Regions from separate parts of the Macaca mulatta genome. Here region 2 is linked to region 1. The links are chromatin contacts, called in public Hi-C maps. All regions are on one chromosome and are shown on one strand. The core of a region is the stretch at or near the end of the contact, and the rest is flanking DNA. Distances in the headings are between cores, read along the strand shown.

The links. A called contact is a pair of places that touch in the nucleus more often than the background predicts.
Region 2: a contact with region 1 is called in a Hi-C map of liver, with 4 times the contacts expected there. The contact joins the promoter of C1RL here to the promoter of SPSB2 in region 1. A contact is called at or near these places in 2 of 14 Hi-C or Micro-C datasets (fetal cortex germinal zone and liver).

The regions. Positions count from the first base shown.
Region 1 is chr11:7,837,183-7,840,513 of T2T-MMU8v2.0, reverse strand. It overlaps SPSB2 (splA/ryanodine receptor domain and SOCS box containing 2), which reads left to right and starts at 1,723. Exons shown (of 4, transcript XM_077953439.1): 1 at 1,723-2,621; 2 at 2,624-2,782. The coding sequence starts at 2,123. It also overlaps the pseudogene LOC100429951.
Region 2 is chr11:8,126,220-8,129,508 of T2T-MMU8v2.0, reverse strand. It overlaps C1RL (complement C1r subcomponent like), which reads left to right and starts at 1,352. Exons shown (of 5, transcript XM_077953476.1): 1 at 1,352-1,515; 2 at 2,170-2,398. The coding sequence starts at 1,445. It also overlaps a transcript of CLSTN3 not described here.

The sequences.
Region 1 (3,331 bases), core at 474-2,973:
CTATAACCTCATTGGATCCTCACTACCAACCCCATGCAATAGATACTAATGTGATCTCTGTCTTACAGAGGAAGAAACAGGCACAGGGAGGTTCAGTAATTTGTCCAAGATCATACACACAGTGGCCTTCAGGTATTCATGAATGGGGAGTCTGGTTCCACAGTTACCATGTTTGCCATTATATTATATTGCCTCCTTATTAGTGTCCACACTCTGTAAGCATATTGACATCTACGCTTGTTGAGTGCATACCATGTACCCAGCTCTGTGCTACATGTTTTACCTGAATTATTTCAACTGCATAACAACCCTGTGAGGTAACTACCATCATTGCTCCCATTTTACATAACAGAAAACTATAGAAATCTGGGGCTGGGCATAGTGGCTCATGCCTGAAATCTCAGCACTTTGGGAGACCCTGTCTCTAAAAAAATTTTTTTTTGGCTGGAAGTGGTGGCTCACCCCTTTAATCTCAGCACTTTGGGAGGCCGAGGCAGGCAGATCACAAAGTCAGGAGTTCGAGACCAGCCTGGCCAACATGGCAAAACCCTGTCTCTACTAAAAATACAAAAAATAGCCAGGCATAGTGGTGGGTGCCTGTAATCCCAGATACTCAGGAGGCTGAGGCAGGAGAATCGCTTGAACTTGGGAGACGGAGGTTGCAGTGAGCCGAGATCGTGCCACTGCCCTCCAGCCTGGGCAATAAGAGCAAGACTCCATCTCAAAAAAATAAAAATAATTTTTAAAAAATTAGCTGGGCATGGGAGCACATGCTTGTAGTCCCAACTACTTGGGAGGCTGGGGTAGGAGGATCACTTGAGCCCAGGAGGTCAAGGCTGCAGTGGGCTGTGATGGCGCCACTGCACTCCAGCCTGGGTGACAGCAAGACCCTGTCTCAAAAAAAAAAAAAAAAAAAAAAAAAGGAGAAATCTGGCAACTTCCCCGAGATCACACAGTTAACTAGTGGCATAGCTTCACTCAAACTCCAAGTCTCAGCCAGGACACTCTACCAAATGAGATCAACGGCTCAGTAATGGATTGGCATCCAGTATGAAGACTGGACCAGCAGGGAAAACTATGATGCGTACAGCCCAGAGCCTGAAGCAGATTTCACAGCCTCAGAGGTGGCACAGGCTGACTCAAAACCCGGGGCAGAAAGGGACCAACCCAGAAACAGTGACCCAGAATCACAGGGAAATAGAAATGGGAGTCAGCACAATGAAGCCCCTCCTTCACCCCATGCTCCTTATCCTCAAGGTCGCAGGAGTTAGTTGCTCAGGCGGTTCAAAGGTCTTGACGGTGAACACCATCCCCAGGGATTCCCAAGGCGGTGATGCCATCAAAGCGTTAATTCTGAGCTGGGCCTGACCGGGTGCGGACTCTGCCGCAGGGAGAGAAGGGTTAATCGCCCCGGGCCTTCGCCGTGGGGGCGGGGCTTCGGGGAGGGTCACAGCCCGGTGCGGAGACCCGAGGTTAACCGCCCGGGGTGGGGTCCAGGGGGCGGGGCATGCTCCCCGCGGCTGCGGCGGGTAGACAGGTAACTGCCCCCGAAGGGGCGAGGCCATACAGGGGCGCGGCCTCGGGCTGCACAACCCGGGGCGGCGATGAGAGGGTTAACGCCCCGGAGGGCCCTGGCGGGGCGGGGCCGCGGGGTGAGCACCGCCCGAGGGAGGTGCTGGGGGCGGAAGCGGCACGCGGTGTGCGCCCTGCGCGCCTCGGCTTCTTTCCGCCCGGCTCTTCCAGAGGCCCGGCGACTTCCTGGGCTGGGAATCCAACCGAGGTTCGGGGGCAGCGGCTAGGGCTCGGGGCGAGTAAGGCGGATGGTCCCTGCTGAGGCCCAAAGGGGGCGAACTCGCGAGAGTCTCGGGCGACCTGGGTCAGATGGGGCGAGGGCAGATGAGGGGTCCGGGAGCTTTCGGGCAGCGAGGGGGGAGGAGCGGGCCAGTTGGCAAACTTGGGTGAAAGGATGGGGTGCCTGGGTGACGACCCCCCGCCAGGATTCTGCTCCTCCACCCCTTTTCTCCCAACTCGCTTCCAGGCCAATCTCAAACTGGAGCTCAACTTTTAGAAGAGAGACGCCCCAGCAAGCCTCTTTCGGGGAGCCCTATAGCTCCTCACCTCCATGGGCGAGACAGCCCTGGCGGGGGACAGCAGCAGCACCCCCACCCCACAGGCCCTGTACCCTGACGTCTCCTGTCCCGAGGGCTTGGAAGAGCTGCTGTCTGCACACCCTCCTGAACGGGGGGCCCAACGACGCCACGGTTGGAACCCCATAGACTGTTCAGAGAACATCGAAGTCAAGGAAGGAGGGTTGTACTTTGAGCGGAGGCCCATGTCCCAGAGCACTGATGGTGTCCGGGGTAAGAGGGGCTATTCAAGAGGCCTGCACGCCTGGGAGATCAGCTGGCCCCTAGAGCAGAGGGGCCCGTATGCCGTGGTGGGCGTGGCCACGGCCCGCGCCCCGCTGCCGACTAAGCACTACGCGGCGCTGCTGGGCAGCAACAGCGAGTCGTGGGGCTGGGACATCGGGCGGGGGAAGCTGTACCATCAGACCAAGGGGCCCGGAGCGCCCCAGTATCCAGCGGGAACTTAGGGTGAGCAGCCGGAGGTGCCAGAGAGACTGCTGTTCTGGACATGGAGGAGGGAACTCTGGGCTACGCTATTGGGAGCACCTACCTGGGGACAGCCTTCTGCGGACTGAAGGGCAGGACCCTCTATCCGGCAGTAAGCGCTGTCTGGGGCCAGTGCCAGGTCCGCATCCGCTACCTGGGCGAAAGGAGAGGTGAGGCCTGGGGCAGATGTGGGGAGAACTTTCTGTCCCTGGTGGCAGCGGTCTGGGATGGAAACTCTTCTGACAAGAGCAGAGGGGATGCACCTTCATCCAGCCTGCCTCTCGCCTGTTCAGTGCTGGGAAAGGCTAGGGGTCTTTACGGCTGTTATTTAATCCAGCAGCAATAGAGGTGAAACAGGCTTGAGAAAGCAACTTTCTCAAGTTTTCTTGGCCAGTAAATGGTGAACCTTCAGAATGGAGGGAGGCACTCCAGGGATGAGAGAATTCAGGAGATATCAACCCCTGAGCAAGAGGCGCAAAGGGTTAGGTACTGGGTTTGATGTACAGGTCCAAAAGGAGGAGGACAGGCAGAGCCAGGTACCCGGGGTGTGTACCGGATTCTCTGGGCTCTGACCTGTCTCTGTGCCACATACCCACTTCCTTCCTCAGCATGGAGACACTGGGGCCCTGGGCACCAGGGAGGAGAGCAGTGGAGGAGGCAGGGCCTTAGGGAGGGGCAGCAGGGGAGGAGCCTTCCTAGGAACTGACTGGGGCCAGGGC
Region 2 (3,289 bases), core at 103-2,602, 290 kb before region 1:
TCCTGGGAAACCCGTTAGTCCCATGCAAATCAAAACAGTCAGTCATCCTACCTGTCCTGGAGTTTCCTTCCAAGGCCTTACTCCTCCTTCCTCCAGCTCATCTCCAAGAAAGTCTTCTCAGATGGGCTAGCTGGGTTTTCCAGCTCCTGCCCCTCTTAGCAAACAAGGAAATAATGCTCTGAAGGGAGACGAGAGGTAGACTCCCCAGTCCTGATCTGAGTCTTGGCTGGTTTCTTCCTAACACATGGGTCTTGGGATTGGTACCATTGTTCACTCTTTGGCTGCATCTCTGGCTCCCAAGGTGCTCCAGGTGACCCTAAGAGTTCTATGAGAGAGCAGGTTTCAGTGATCTCACCGGAGGAAAGAAGTCCTAGTCAGAGGGGCCCACTCCTCAAAAGACGGGCATAGGAGATCATCCCCAGGTGTGTTTGGGGTTGGGATGTGGCAGACAGGCAGGCTTGAGCTCAAGGCTGTACCTGAGAAATTGTATCTGTCCTGGCCATCACTCTCTTATCATCTCCTTGTAGCCATGGACTGTGGCTCTCCTAAATCTCTCTAGCCTAGAAAAACCAAAGATGCAGAGCATATCCTGTTTAGGTCTGTAACTTGCTGCCATATTACTATATGCAAAATGGAGGAAGCAATAGATTCTTCTCTGAGAGGGGTGTGTGTGTGTGTGTGTGTGTGCATGTGTGTGTGTACAGTGTAAGGCCTTCCACACACCTGCCTTCTCTGAGGACAGGACCATCCACCTCCACAAGGGCCTTCTGGCCTTCTACCAAGTTGTGGGTGAATGTCCTTCCTCGGGGAGCGGTGAGAGCAGCCACGGGCTCTAGTGACTGCCTACAGAAGCTTGAGTGACGGCTTGAGTGATGACTGGGACTAGGGACTGAGGGACACCTGGGCTCGACCCCAGCCCTGACCATGCTGGACGAGCAGCCTGCAGAGGTTGTGGGTAGGATTCAAAAGGCCACCTAAGCGCATGTCCCCCACCCCTGCTTGGTGAGGAGGGAAAGGAAGAGAAAGCTCAAGTTCAAGGATCACAAACTTCAATTCCACAAGAGGGAGGCTCCCCAGGTATGTCGGTGAAGGGAAAGGTCGGGGAGGAAGAGACATGGCTGAGTGAAGGCAGCAGCCATAACTCACAAGGAGTCATCCTACACACGTGGCAAAAATCAGTGTTAAATAGTACAAAAGGGTTGAGTCAGTGTCCTGTCACCCTGACCTCTGAGGGCCAGCGAGGTTTTGGGACTTTTCCCCTAAGCTGCGGCCGGCCCGCTGTTCCTGAGTCCGACGGCAGGTGGCGCTCCGCCCGGAGAATTGGAGAAGGGGAACTGAGGAGTTGCTCAACACTTCCAGGAACTTCCTCCTCCCCCACCGGCCTTCACCTTTTGTTCCCTAGCCTGGGCCAGTTCTCTCGCAGGTCCCAGATGTCCAGTTCCAGATGCCTGGACCCAGAGTGTGGGGGAAATATCTCTGGAGAAGGCCTCACTCCACAGGCTGTCCAGGCGCAATGTGAGTGTGTTCCCGGCAGACGAGGAGGGAAGAGGACGGGAGGGAGAGGGATGGGAGGGTGTGTGGCCGCAAACGCTCCCCTCCCCCCCCCCCACCCTACCACCCACCCACACACACACACACACACCCCACACACACACACCCCACACACACACACCCCACACACACACACACCCCCACACACACACCACCAGCAGCAGCAGCAGCAGCACAGCACATATTCCATGGGGAAACTGAAATTTGCCTGCGGCCTGTAGCACCTTCCGTGGGGGTGGTCGGTGGGTGTTTGCGGCAGACCCTCACTCGCCCCACCATTGCTCCCTCGGATCCCAGGATGGGGTGGGATCTGCTGAAGCAGAAAGCACCCCCTCCTTTGGATGAGACTCTCCTGGGAGATGAGCAAAGGTGATGTCTTCGGAGGAGGGAAAACCGACAATCCTAGAGCTCAGGCTGCACGGGAGGCTGTAGGGATGGGGTGAGGAAGGGGAGGAAGGGAGGAGACGGGAAGTGCCCGGGCCTCAAGGGTGAGGCCACCGCTTCTGACCCGGCCTTGCCAGGCCTCTCAGTCCTAGCGCGGCTCCCCCGCTCCTCCCACACCCACAGGCTTCCGGCCACAGCTGCGCGGTCCCACCTTGCCCTCCCCCCTACTCACAGGTGGTGGCTGCTCCTCTGGGGAGTCCTCCAGGCTTGCCCCACCGGGGGCTCCATCCTCTTGGCCCAAGAGCTACCCCAGCAGCTGACATCCCCCGGGTACCCAGAGCCGTATCGCAAAGGCCACGAGAGCAGCGCGGACATTAAGGCTCCAGAGGGCTTTGCTGTGAGGCTCGTCTTCCAGGACTTCGACCTGGAGCCGTCCCAGGACTGTGCAGGGGACTCTGTCACAGTGAGCTGGGCATGGGGGGGTCCCGCCAGGACTGTGGCCAGGGAGACTCCCGGGGTCGTGGGAAGTGGCGGTGCCCTGAATCACCCATCTGGAGGAGGAATTTTCCATGTAGGGACAGTCGGGCTTGGCTTACCGGGCAGCAGTGGTGGACCCCAGGACACAACCTCCCAGCAGCGCCTCCAGGGCTGCCGTCTGGGCCCCAGCGAGCAAAGAGGGCAGCAAGCAGGCCCTGCATTTGGAAGACTTATGAAGGGACACACAAATCTTGCAAATCTATGGAGCCAGGGTGAGGCACGCACACATTGGTTGTTAAAAATATATCATCATGTATTTGTTGAGTGCCTGCTCTATCAGGTGAGGAAGCTGGGCACAAATAATAACAAAAGATTAAGTCACCGTTCACACTTACCTTAGAAGAGCTGTCACAAAACTTCTAACGCCAAAGCCTTATTGAGAATAAGGACATTTTAGAAACAGTGCTTGATGGAGTGATGCAGGCCTGTAGTCCCAGCAGTATACTCAGGAGACAGGCTGGAGGATCAGAGGGCTGGAGCCCAGGAGTTCAAAGCCAGCCTAAGCAATATAGCAAGACCCCATTTCAAAAATAAATAAATAATAAATAAAAATAAAAAGAGCACATTATCTTTTGATTTAAATTTTATTTATATCAAAATGACACACATATAAACTTTTGAACTTTATTTTTTAATTTTAAAATTTTTAATTATTATAGATACATAATAGTTGTAACACTTTTTTTTTTAAATTAAAGTTTTCTAAGCCTGGGCGCAGTAGCTCATGTCTGTAGTCCCAGCACTTTGGGAGGCTGAGGCGAAAGGATCACTTGAGCCCAGGAATTTGAGACCAGCCTGGGCAACATAGCAAGACCCC